2 separate regions of the Anas platyrhynchos genome follow, and region 1 is linked to region 2. The links are chromatin contacts, called in public Hi-C maps. All regions are on one chromosome and are shown on one strand. Each heading gives the region's core, a stretch centred on a gene start, on an enhancer-like site or on the middle of the called end of the contact. The rest is flanking DNA. Distances are from core to core; before and after follow the strand shown.

What was found. Hi-C and Micro-C count contacts between places; a contact is called where the count stands out from the background.
Region 1: a Hi-C map of liver shows a contact between it and region 2, with 2.3 times the contacts expected there. The contact joins the promoter of NTNG2 here to the enhancer-like site in region 2. A contact is called at or near these places in 3 of 8 Hi-C or Micro-C datasets (F1 follicle, liver and skeletal muscle).

Annotation. Positions count from the first base shown.
Region 1 is chr18:9,708,175-9,714,904 of IASCAAS_PekinDuck_T2T, reverse strand. It overlaps NTNG2 (netrin G2), which reads left to right and starts at 3,751. Exons shown (of 14, transcript XM_072025331.1): 1 at 3,751-4,026; 2 at 6,636-6,730.
Region 2 is chr18:9,646,266-9,652,563 of IASCAAS_PekinDuck_T2T, reverse strand. SETX (senataxin) reads right to left here. Exons shown (of 26, transcript XM_038165069.2): 15 at 5,926-6,082; 16 at 4,990-5,091; 17 at 4,402-4,514; 18 at 3,785-3,856; 19 at 3,042-3,191; 20 at 2,419-2,526; 21 at 1,344-1,531; 22 at 897-989; 23 at 101-265. Among named protein-coding and RNA genes, the nearest start is that of SETX, 19 kb to the right of the region's middle. Within about 2 kb of position 2,318, at least 4 of the 8 cell types and tissues checked have an H3K27ac peak or open chromatin away from gene starts, as enhancers often do. A contact at or near this core is called in F1 follicle, where this site is marked.

The sequences.
Region 1 (6,730 bases), core at 2,502-5,001, 61 kb before region 2:
AACAGCAGCCTCATGTTTCCCTGCACAACAACCTTTCTTAGCCTAAAATGCTTTGCATCCCATTTCCTTGATCTGGCTAAGTGCTTGCATGCTGAAAATCCCACCCTCCCTCCAGCTGTCCTTCTGGCAGGAACGAGACAGCATCTTCTCTCTAGAGAGTACAGTCACTGCTCCTTTGGTTATCTAATCAGGGAGGGCAAAATTCACCGAGGGCCCTGTAAAACCTTCCGAGCTGCAGAAATTGCATCTGAGGTCTTGTGCGTGAGGGTGCGAGCCAGGAGAGGCAGAGGGAAGCCTCCCCTCCCAGAGCAGATGCTCTCTGCCATCTCCCCAGTAGCTTGCACAAAGGAAGAAAAATTTAGAGTGCTCCAGGGACCGAGGCATTAGGCTCTTCCCTCTCCTGATCACTGGGTTTGTGCGTGCCAAAGAGCAGGGGGCTGGTGGTGCCTGCTGCTCCAGCCCGGTGGCTAGAGCGGAGGTGCGCAGGAAGGGCAAGAAAATAAATATCCCCCACCCACCCTCCTGGACTGCATGTACCAAAGCTGTCTGTTGCTCAGTTTCTCAGGCTTTGTGTGGGTTTTCCAGCATCTCTCATGTCTATGAAATATTATGCCTCTTCCCTCGAAAACATGGCGATTTTCTCTTTGCACCAAGCACGAGGCGAGGGAAAGCACAAACCTTCCCGTGCTGGCCAAGCCGGGGGCTTTCTGCACACCCACCTTACTGAGAACAAAAGGACAGCACCAGGTGGCGAGATGAGCCAAATCTGCGCCAAATCTGCCCCAAATCTGCACAAGGTCCAACCCAGCCATGTGACAGCCTTCCCTCCATCATCCCTAATGTCCCCCCAAAAAGCAGCTCTGGTCCTTGCCTCCCTTTTCCCTACAAGCCCCTCTCCAGAGCTGCTTGCAGGCTGCGCAGCCTGCCCGCAGGGAGAAAGCTGCCCCAAAATACTGGGATACTGGGGTCAGGCTGAGCTCTGCTTCTGTGATATTGCCTGAGACCCTGCCTCGCAGAGGGGTCTCTCGCCTGCTGCTGGGCTGGAGCACAGCTACGAGCCTCGTGCTCCCACCTAATAAAATGCTTACTCACTTCCAGGAGGCACTTTGACATCCTTGGCCGCACAGAGCGAGATAAGGACTATAAAAAGACCGTATTGCTATTATAGGTGATACAGCAATATGTATCCTCAAATGAAAGATCCTTTGTAAGCCTGGTTATTATTCTGGCACTAATCTCGGAGCTCTCTCTACGGACTCAACTCAGCTCAAGTGTTAGCAGGCGCATCTCCACTGAGAAAGAGGACTGCGAGGTGTCACGCTTACCTTCTGGTGTTTCAGTTTATCCTCTGTCATCCCAAGTTGGGAAAACACTTCCCTCCTCTCCCGCGCATGTCAAAATCATCGCTTGCCATTTAGATTTCGGGAGCCAAATATAGCCCTAGTATAAACAGGTGCGAGTCTGCATATGTCAATAGAATTACACCTGCTTATAATGGGTTTACATTTGGCCCTTGAGCCCTGGGGATCCCTGTGGGAGCAGAAGCTGTATTAAATATTAAGGGCCTTATTCTCCACCCTTGCCTACGCCGTGGTAATTAAATCTCAGTGCAGCCCCATTGATTTTCAACCTCGCAAGAAGGTAGCGCTCAGCACGAGGGAGGGGGCAGCGCTGTCCCCTCAAGGAAAAGCACATCCATTTTGCTGCTCGCGGAAATCTCACCAAGAAGGAGACGGTTCTGAGCAGTAAGCATTTGCAGAATGTGCTTGGGCAAAAGAAGGCAAATGGTCTAAAATTAAACATTCGCTGCAACTATTCCCTATTCCTTCCTGCCTGTGAAACCAGCACGGCCGCATGGTTTGCGATGCATCTTTTGGGCTCCCGTGTCCATCTGTGCCACGACCGATCTCTCCCCTCTCTGGTGTAAGGAACCCTTGGAGCCAGACCTTCCTTTTTGCTCCTGGAGCAGAGCAGTTCCCATCTCCAGCTCTGCCCATTCCTTAGGCAAACCCCACAGCTGCTCCTGGTGATCCACCTGCAGCCTTTTACCTGTGTAGGTATTACTGCCAGCTTGTGATCTTTTGAGTTCGCAGGGCTGAGAAAAAAACGACTTTGGTTTTTCTTTAAATGCCAAGTAGCCCAGAAGTGTGACGCCTCATACTGTGCTGTTATTCTTTCCAATTGAAACCTAATGATGCGTGCATATCACTTAACTCTGATGTCAATAATCAGCACACCACTTGGTCTTCGCTGTGGCTATTAGAGGGAATGAAAATGAAATACCAACTCCTTTTTATCCTGTTACTGTACCATAATAACTAATAAAGGAGTAATAAGTGAGACATGGGGAATTTCCAGGGGATTCATTACGACAGAGAAGACCTAAAGGCACAAAGTGAAATCCAGGAATATTAGCCAGCCCTGAAATCCCAGCCAGCGCTTCTCATTTAAGTAATACTGCTGCCGTAAAGTAGGTGTTTACAGAAAAAAATAATACTTGGAAAGTATGTCTGGGTCTTGACCAGAGCAGGGGAGTGGAGATTGACCCAGAACCGAATATAGTAAAAAAATGGCAAGTAAAAAAATGGTAAAAACTAACCCCTCCCTAGGTGTAGCAGCTAGGTGGGGCCATAGTCAAGATACTTTCCATCATTTCCTAAGTCTCACTTTTGCTCCACTACATGGGAAACATTTCCCAGGAGAGCTCTAAATCTCCTCTACCTGGTCACAGGGTGGTCTGCAGGTTTTCCAGGGACTCTTGGATGGGAGAAGCCACAGAAAGACCCCAGAGCAATCGGCAGAAGTAAATCACGTAAGGAAATACCGAGCCTATGAGATTGCAAATCACACACAAATTGGACAGTACACTTTCTGGCTTAGAAATTATTGAATTACTGGTTAGGACAAGCAGTCATTTTTTGATGGTTGTGTACGTAGGGGGGACAGTGGGTTTCTTTGTTTCTCCTCCCTGCAAATAAACTGCCATTTATCCCTCTGCACGTCAAAAACCTGTCGCTGCCTCGGAACGAGCCCGGCTCCAGCATCTGCCAGGGCAGAAGCCCGGGGTCAGCACAGCAGAGCCTGGTGCAGGGCACCAGGGACCTTTACCTGCCACCGCTTCATCCACCCTACCTGTAGCTGCTCACCCTGAGAGCAGCACCCACCACTTGGGTGCCCTGGGCAGGAGGGCACTTACTGCACCCTACGGCCCCGTGCTTAGCCCCCTGCCTTACATCAGCAATCAGGGATCGGTTAAATCCCAGAGCACATCCTCCCCGTTCTCAAAGCACTTCCCAGCCATCTGATTTCCCCCTCTCCGCGTTCCCGCTCTGTTTATCCTATTAATTCCAGCCACCCCCTCTTCCCCCAGCGCGCACACACACACGCAGCCTCCTTCTCGGCATCTTCGCCAGCAGCAGCCTCCCCAAAACACGCAGGGCGCAGCACCGCTAACTCACACGTGCGGGGAAAACCCTCGTGACCGGGGTTTTTTTCCTCGAGCGAACGCGATCCCATCATCATTTCATGAAAAATAAAATAAAATATAAACGGCACGATTGGTAAAGAATTCAATAAACACGCGAAAACACTCGGGGGAAATAAAACAACCGAAGGGGGGTGGCCGAGCCTGGCCGCGGCTCGGACGGGGCGGACCCCGCAGCCTCGCCGGGGCCGGGGCTGGGGCCGGAGCCTCCCCGCCCGCAGCCTCCTCTTCCTCGGGCGCTTTCCTCGCCTCCCTCCCTCCCTCCCCCGCCGCTCGCATTTCCTCCCTGCACCTTTAAGAAGCACATTGCCCGCCGCTGGGATGGGGTGTGCTAAAGCTGCACAGAGGAAGTTACGCAGCCCGGATCAGGCACGGGGATAAAAGCTCCGCTGGGGATTCAAACGGGACCGCAGCCTCGGCGCTAACTTGAGAAGGGAGCCGGGCATCGAGCAGGGCTCCGGCTGCCCTCCGGGGGGGCCCCCCCGGCCCCGAAGTTGGCGGCTCCGCCGGGAGCCCCCCCCCCACCGCAGAGCTCCCCCCCGGTAAGGATGCGCAGCGCCGAGCCCCGGGGAAGTTGGGGTGCGGGGACCCGGGGGCTCCCCAACCTGCCGCCGGGAGATGGGGGTGCTGCCGACCCCAAAGCCGTGTCCTCCCTCCCTCCCCGAGCCGCTGCTGACCCCAAAACGTCCCCCCCGAGCCGCTGCCCCCCTGGCGGGGCGGTGGCAGCGCGACCCTCCAGCTGCGGGGAGGCATCGCTCCCCTTCGGACTTTGCCAATAAGTGATGCGGAGCCGGGGAGGCTCGCCTTTTGGGGTTCTTTCCCCCCCTCTTTTTACTTTTAACCTAGTCCTTGAATGCTCTCGGAGTGCTTTAGGGTGAAAAAGAAACCCCGGGCGAGGTGGGGAAAGGGTTTGAGCCGAGGCACGAAGGCGTTCCGGAGAGCGGGGCGGTGGGAGCGGATTGACGGGGCTGAGATTTACGGGTCGGAGACTTACGGGGCTGAGACTCCGAGCTCGGAGACTTACAGGTCTTTCTGCTGGGAGCACGGGGCTGCTCCTCGGAGCTTTGCGACGCCGTTCGTGCAGTCCAACCTCCCCTCGCAGCGCTTGCAGAGCGGGCATTCCCCAACTCCGCTGTTTGGGGAAGGGGCTGACGAGCGAGGAAAAGAAGGGACAAAAACTCTCACGCTCCGTCCCCACGGGGAGAAGAGTGGCTCGGGTTGATTTCTAAGGCAACTTCTGAGATCAAAAACTCCTTCACTGAGTTTACTTTGTCCTTAATTGCAGGGCAGCTCAGTTGTTGCTGTGTTGTCTCTTGTGTTCAATTGGGTGTTAATCCAATAATAATTAAAAAAAAAAAAGAACCAGCTAAGTGAAGATACAATCTAATTTTGTGGTTTTAATACCCTGGCTATCAGTCCCTTGCGATTGCTGTGTACTCTTCAAAGACAACAAAGAGCATTAATTCTATTTGTTCCCATGAACTGCAGTTCCTTAATAATATCAGGTGAAGATTTATTTTGCGAGGATCAGACCAAACCGAGCAGGGCAAAACCTTCAGCTCAGGAAGTCTCTCCCCCGTTGGTGGTGTGCTGACTTATTTCAGAGCCACGTCGTGCTACTATTTCTGCAAAGGGACTGTAACGTTCAAGTGTTGCACCGCAGACTTCCCAGGGAGCCAGCACGCCTGTTTGATTGACTGACTGTAAATTCCCAGGCAAATTATTTCCCTGGGAATCCGCAACATTTAGCAAGCATAACAAGAAACTAATAGATATTATAGATCCTTTCTTCCCGGGTTCTTCCCTGACAGCCACTCAAGCGCAAGATATGGTTTTACAGCTATGAAAATAGATCCATAAACTTAACAGCACTGGAGTCCTCATTAAAACTCCTGCTTGTTTTATACACAACGCTGAAGTCTCACGCGCTCTGATGTTATTAGGCACTTGGCTGTGACCAGTTTGGTGTAATAATTAGGAACTGACTTATTATAACTGAAAAGACAGCTCTGATGTCAGCGGGACTTATAAACACTGTGTCACACCGTTTTATTATTTTTACTACATTTACTCATAATGTAAAAATAGCAGCCAGCCTATTCTTTGGGAGTTTATTCGGGTCCAACGCAGCTATAATAGGCTCTTCTTTGAGAGCTAGCGATGAAGCATGAGAGATAGCTTCTCTTTTCTGAACTCATTCATCTCAATCAGAAATCTTTCAACTAAAAAAGGGTGGGGGGGAGGAAGGGAGATGGCAGCACAGCAATATGAATCCCCCAAACATGGATCAATGCGTCTGTTAACCTGGTGTTTCTGAGCTTTAGTAACTGAGCTTTATGAGAAAGCAAATACTGAGCATGCTGTTGAGGCAGGCATCTCCAAATTCTGGGAGAAAAGTTGGGGAATCCAATAGAAAGAGAATTAGCCAGAGCTGAATTTCTGTTCTGGATGCATGCCTCCCACCTCCTCTTATGAGATTTCTCCCCGGGATCTAATGCTGAGAGAGGGTTTGACTCTCTCTTTTCAGTTCTTTGTCATTTTGTTTTGTAATTACTTAAGATTTTTATAGCTCTATTGGAAAGACAACAAAATTGCAGAATTGTTGTTTTAACCTGAAATGAATACTGGGAAGGTCATTGCTCTTTGTATTAGGTGAACCTTAAACGTTATTAGAACTTTAAATTGTTTTTTATTAAATGTTATTGTTCAGATAAATCATATGTGGAGATGCTGGACAATGTATCTGTCTCCCCAGCTGTCTTATTTATTCGCTTATCTTTTTAAGACATTCAATTTATCTGTCTGTCCCTGGTCTGTCTGCATATTCTCCATCTTCTAATGACCTACAGCTACTCCTTGATATTATTTGAAGACCCATTAGAGCTATTGTTGTCCAGCTGCTGTTAAAATCAGATACCTTAAATGGGGCAGCGCTCCTTCCAATCTCCCAAACAGCAGAAGAGCCATAAGCATCTTACTATGGATTTCTTTTTATTAAAGTTGTATATCTCCCTTTTACAAAAAACTGGCTTGTGTCTTGGGAAGCCCGGCCGAGGGCTGTATTTCCCAGGGGACCCATGTTCTTACAGGTCTTGTTGCTCCAACTGCACCTCCTTTTCCCCCAGCTAATTTGTCTTTCAATTTGTTGCAGGTGCAGCCTGCTAATGAACTCTCCCTTTGCCCTGATCATGCAAGAGAAACGAGACCTCAGGTAGCAGCATGACTTGGAGCTGAAGGCTTGGGAAC
Region 2 (6,298 bases), core at 1,069-3,568:
GCAGAGAGAAGTTTGAGAGTTTTTGCCATGGTATTAAAGGGTGAGGAAAGGACTAACAGGCAAGAGCTAAGAGTCATTTGAAACCTCGTGGTTTCTTTACCCGTTATTCTTAAACACTCTGTCCAGTTCTTCTTGAATTTTCTTCTTCTGTGCGCTGTAAGGGGTAATTATTCCAATGCGACGAAGACCCAGATCCTTCCGTTTTTCTTTAATTGTTTTAATTAATTCTATCACCAGCTTCACTTCCTGGGGATTGCTAAAAGACCTAGACAAGAGAGAATGGAAACATTAAAGAATTACGTTTGACAGCTTTTGAATCCGACTCTTCAGCCCAACTGGAAGGCGAATTTTGAGTCAAAAACATGATTTTGAACTTTTGGAACCCCCCTTCATATACATACTCAAAAGACCTTTCCAACAGGCCCTGACAAGGGACTAACAATGAGAATGCTAGCAGCAAAGGGCTACATTTCATGTTCCCTTAAAATTATACAGCTTTGCTTGCCTTACAGAATATACAAAGGGGAGGACTGAGCCTGCCATCTTCTGGCCTTACCAAGGCACGCAGCTGTGAAAAACAAATGACTGATAAAATAATCAGAAAGTCAAACTGTTACTAGAGTTAGCAGAGACTGTCTACTAGATGCAAGTGAATCCCAAGAGTCAAAGCAGGATTAAAACTAGTTTCATATTAAAACTTAATACCTACTTTTATTAAAAAAAATAAAATAAAATAAAATAAAATATATATACACATAAATTAAATAAAATTAAGTTGAAAATGCAGTTCTGACTACTTGATGCATATTGGGAACAAGAGGAAAGAAGACAACGCTTCTGCAGGCAACTGTTTCTCAGCAAGTCTAAAATTTGGCAGAGTGGATTACAAGACTTACTCATTGTCTCGCTCCTCGCGACCATCTCCTACATCAAAAACAAGGTAGGGCTGGAACGGCCAGTCTGAAGAACATCTGTTCTCTTCTGTTGCTCTGTAAACAACAATCTTAATACTAAGTAACCACAAAAAATCCTAAAAACTGATACATCATTTATTTCTCATCAGCATTCTAAATTACCAGCAACATTCAGCTTTCAGTGCCCTTAATTTTCACTGTTACCTGCACATACTGAGACCTAAAAATGAACTCTGTGTAGTAAGGAGTATGCTCTATTTTAAGTGATTTAGTTAACTTAAGTATCTATCATTGAGACAAAATGCAGGTCATCTTCCATTAAGCAACTTCACCCACAACTCCAAGAGTTTTTAGACTAAAAAAAAAATCCCGATTTGAAACTCTTCTCTGAAGTCCCCCTTGCTCAGAAATCAGAACAGAGCTACTCACCTGTCAGTCTTTAGAGCCTTGCCATAAACATAATTGGATGGGAAAAGGCAGATGTCAGGGTGCATCCTGTACTGCACAGTCAGCTGCACAACTGGCAGACTTCGTAAAACATTCTTCTGCACTTGCTCTTCCAGGTGTCTGTGCAGGCGTGCCATCAAGGACTGATCATAGCCATAATCTTGAGCTTTCTGCCAGAGGGAAAACATACGTGATTTCCGTGGAATTAGGTCCCAAATTAACAATAGGAATTTGCTTTCTGGACTTGAAACCATTCAATATTTTCTTTTGAAGTTCTAAATCACTGATTAAATTACAACTATTTGCACTTCAGGTTTTTTTTTTTTGTCTTACTTACTCACTAGATAGCACCAGCATAAATCTGAATTTTGTCAGTGTAGTCCTCAGTAAGACAACTTTCCTTTCTGAGTCACAACATACTAAAATTTTAAGCACAACAACGATGAAAAGGAAGATCTTCCAGGTGGGATCTCTCTAAACAAGCACTCAACATTCAGAAAATTTGTGCTTCTAGAAAAGGCAGACTGCTTTAACTCTTTTCTTTACCAGATGTTCAAAACACCTCCTTACTGTTGGATACAAGAAAGTGTTCCTGTGTTTTCATCCTTAGAAGGCATCTGTAGGGTGAGGAAGTCCCCACACAAACAGGTAGTCTTCGTCCTCCACTGCTTAAGGAACGTGATGCTGGCTGAAGCTCACATAATGATATAACAGAGCCTGCAGCAACAAAATCCACCACAAAGCACTAAGCTGCACTGAAGTTTGTGTTGTCGTAGCTGTTCTTACTGGTGTATGAAATTAGTTTGAAGCTATGCCAGGTAAGTTACAGAAGCTGCACCCACACTTATACATTAGCTTTACTCAAACATCTGAAGACAGCATTGATACGGTCTCCACATACCAGACTAAACAAGAATTGCTTGGCAGGGTAAAATGCTGTAATCTGATACGTAGTGGGACGTGCCACTGAAGTTGTCTTTTACCCTTTTACACATTTTTCATACTGTTCTTGTACTATACCCAATAGATAGTAAGAAAAAATAGTCTGAACACTTACTACTGATTTTACAGTAGGAGGGAGCTGTTTGGGATCTCCAACAAGGACGAGTTTGTTACAGCGATGAATCAGTGGAATCAGTGTTTCAACCTCACAGGACTGCCCTGCCTTTTGTACACATAAACAGGACAAGAAAGTAGAAGTTGTAACCAAAAGAGTGGAGGCAAGTATGGTAAGTTTCCTGTAATACAGTCAGAATTAACTCTGGAATGCTTTTTAAAGTTTTCTTAAAAAAGAGAAAAATAAATAGAAGGATTTTTCCCTAATGAAAACTCCAAACAGATTTTTCTTTTATTATTAAACAGGCAGAGCTTTCCAAACATAAAAATATAACCCGACCACGTAGAAATCTCTATAGCAAGAACCACACTTCAGCCACAATTTTTAAAGTAAAAGATGTCTGCCATAAAAGCACCAAAGAATCAGCAAAAGAAGCAATTAGTAGTTACTTTTTCTTCTCTTTGCTCTACATGGCAGGACAGGCTGGTTACCAGTTAAAATGTGGGAATGAAGCAGTTGACCCACAACATATTATAACAGCAGCCAGTCTCAAGTAACCTAAGCAAAGAACAAGGCACACTTTAAACGTGGAACAAGCTGCAAGTCTAAATAGCTTTACTGACCTCATCCACGATGACACAGCTGAAAGGATCAAGTCCTTGCCGCCAAAACGCATGCTCCATGAGATTTCCTCCGCTTGTGCTCAGCGTGCAGCAGATTATGTCGGACTCCAAGATGATATCTGTCTGTACTTTCTGAGAGTGTCCCCGAACCTTCAAGTGCAACAGGACACCATGTCTCCTCTTTTATTTTAGTGTTTTTGAATCAACTTACAGCAATCTCTAACTGCCTGGACAATTCTAACTGCCAAACAAATCATTTGTATACATCAACCCAGTGGAACTCATCTCCATGACTACAAACAAAAGTCACAAAAGTCAGCTTGAAGCCACCACTTTTCTTAGAAAGGTTTAAACATCTCAGCTCCAGTAGGACCATAATGGACTTGAAAGCAGTGACGAAGATAGATCCTAGTACATGAGGATAGTGGGTACATTTTTATCATCTCCTTTGTGCAGCATGCTGTGTTTCCTTTTAAATTTACCCTCATCTGTTAAGAGTGAATTAACATATCCACATTTTTTCCCCTCCCCAAAACAGAGCCAGAGCGCACCTGTACCTCATACCAGACTAAACATAACTTACTCAGTTTATCTTCTTTATCTCTTTACTTACTACTTGATTTACAAAATGCTCCCAGCTACATCAAATCCAACTCTACACCACACTACAATTAAAGGATACAGAGTATACAAACACATTAGCTGAGGTTTAATCAAGAGCTGCCCTGAAAATGAATTCCTACCTCCTTTAGTTGAGAAGCAAGCTGCTGTCTCTCCTTTGAAAGTCTGCCAATTTCATCATCTATCATTTGATTCTGTGTAGGCAAAAAAGAAACCACATAAATATCAAGAATAATTAACACACATTTGCCATATACCTTTTTTCCTTCCATACTCAATACTACATTCTCACATTCCTGTGCAAACAGAAAAATGGTTTACCAGTAAAAAAAATCTACAATTTCAACACAAATGCCTATTTTTAAAGCAACTAAATTGAAAATTTCAAGTGCAAAACATATCCCAAAGTCTCAGATATTAGGTTGCCTTACTACTTACTTCCACATAAACAAAAACAAAGCTTTGAAGTAAACAATGATTTTAAATCATTAAGCCTTATAAATATGGTTACACTGAAATCAAGTGGTGATAAAACCGTAAGATGACTATTCAGCCCTAGAGCCATAGGTTCCATGACCGAGCAGCTGAGAATACTAGGATAAACAGACAAAATTTATGATATATAAGTTCCTCATTCCATTTCAGAGATGGCTTAAAGGAAGAGTTCTTTACTCTTTGGATACATTTTTAAATACATAAACACAAACAGGATTAAAAATACCATCATCTTATATATTACCTCTCTCTTTTCACATCTGTGCATGGCACGCTGACGAGACAGCTCGTCCAGCTTTTGATCCAGAGCTGCTTTTTTCTTCTGAATATCCTGGTCACGGTCACCTGGCTTTCGTTCTATAAAAGATGAAGGAAAACACATCGAGGAAATAGAACAACTGTTACAATAACTGCATTAAGTCATTAAGAATGAATGGACAAACTCATTTTCTGTTGCAGTTTCCCTATTATAACCTTATTTTGGGCAGTAAAACGAAGACAATACACTTTTCTTGATTCCAACTGTAGTTCTATAAAGCTGCATAACTGGATTGTTTAAATATGATGGCTTTAACTTTAAAAAAAACAAGACTTAGCATTGCTTAACTTCTATGCTTTTGCTTAAATTTTAGGCCGTATGTAAGCTGACACTTCTCCAATAAGTCTGAGAAAAATAATGCTTATGAAGCACTGTGGTATGATGTGCCACGCTGCAGAAAAAAAAAAATCTTTTACCCGATCTACCTTCTTAAAGAGCACATAGTCCCAAGTACACCAGGTCCATAACATTACCCAGAAAACTGAAGAAAAGTCTGATTTGTATGTTACTTACTCATTCTGTGCTCAACTTGCTTATCCAGGCTAAAACCCCGGACTTCACTGTTGATCGATTTTTCGGCACCCAGTCGCACTAATTTGATATCACCACAGTTTCCTGTTTACAAAATCAGAGTCAAAAAGTGCTTAGATTTCTCTAAGTACCTTTTCACTTTGGTTTGAGAAGAAAAAATAAAATGTAATCATATCATGGATACCACATAAGGCTTTTCCTTTTCTGCTTTTCAGGGGACTGCAACAATTTGTACTAATTTAAATGCAGGAACAGAAAAATTCAGTAATTCCATACTGAGAAAAAGAGATGTTGCCAATGCTTTAGTTGTGCTTAACAGTTACTAATGTTATCTTGAAACAGCAAAACTACCTCTTAATTCTCAGGCTTCTTTATCTAAAATGTACAGAATTCCTACGTTAGAAAATATTAGAAAAGTACTATTTAGTAATGCAGTTGGTATGGAATTAACTTCTGGTTAGAAAGAAAGTTCCCACCACCACCATCACAGACTAGATGCCTTGCTCAGAACTTATCTGCTTTGTATTAGCCACAAACTAGAAGGAGAAAAAAGTGAAAGGTTCTGGCACATCAAAATTTTCAGATTGTTTAGGGTGATCAGTGAAGTCCAATTTTATTCAATACAATAGTAGTACTGTGTTCAAATCCTTAAGGGGTACTTAAAAAGTGGTGACTTCATATTAACACTAAGAGAAAAGGGTCAATGTCTATATAAAGACACAGGTATATGTTTAAAAATGAATGAATTGTACTATTTGAAAAACAAATTAAAATCAGCAACAGTATGTGTGCCAGTCATGTTCTGCAAGAGAAAACAGCTGCCTAGAGCAACACAGAAGTATTATACCTAATCAATTGTTCCAGTTTCTCCTTCTGGTTTTGTCTGTCTAAAAGAGATTTTTTTTAAATGAACCATACCCAAAGGCTCTTGTCTGTTTTGGCATTTTTCCTTAAATGCAACGATGATCTTTTTCATGAGTTCATCAACTGCAGCATTGGATGGTGCACAAACTAGAAAACGGTTTGGCTTGATCTTGGAACTTGTTTTTTGAGTTGTTTTCTCATTCCTAGTGTTCTGTAGATTAATTAACAATAAACCAGAATAGTCTCTTTAGATTGTTTTCACTTCTATTTTAAAAGCCAGACTCTACACTCATCTTAATCAGCATGCAGGGAATAGGTACTATTGTAACTGAATGGCTCTTAAAGCATACCTGTTGTTATTCAGTGTAAGGCAAGTCAAACACATAAATACTATATGCACAAATTCCTTTCAACAATTATCTACTTG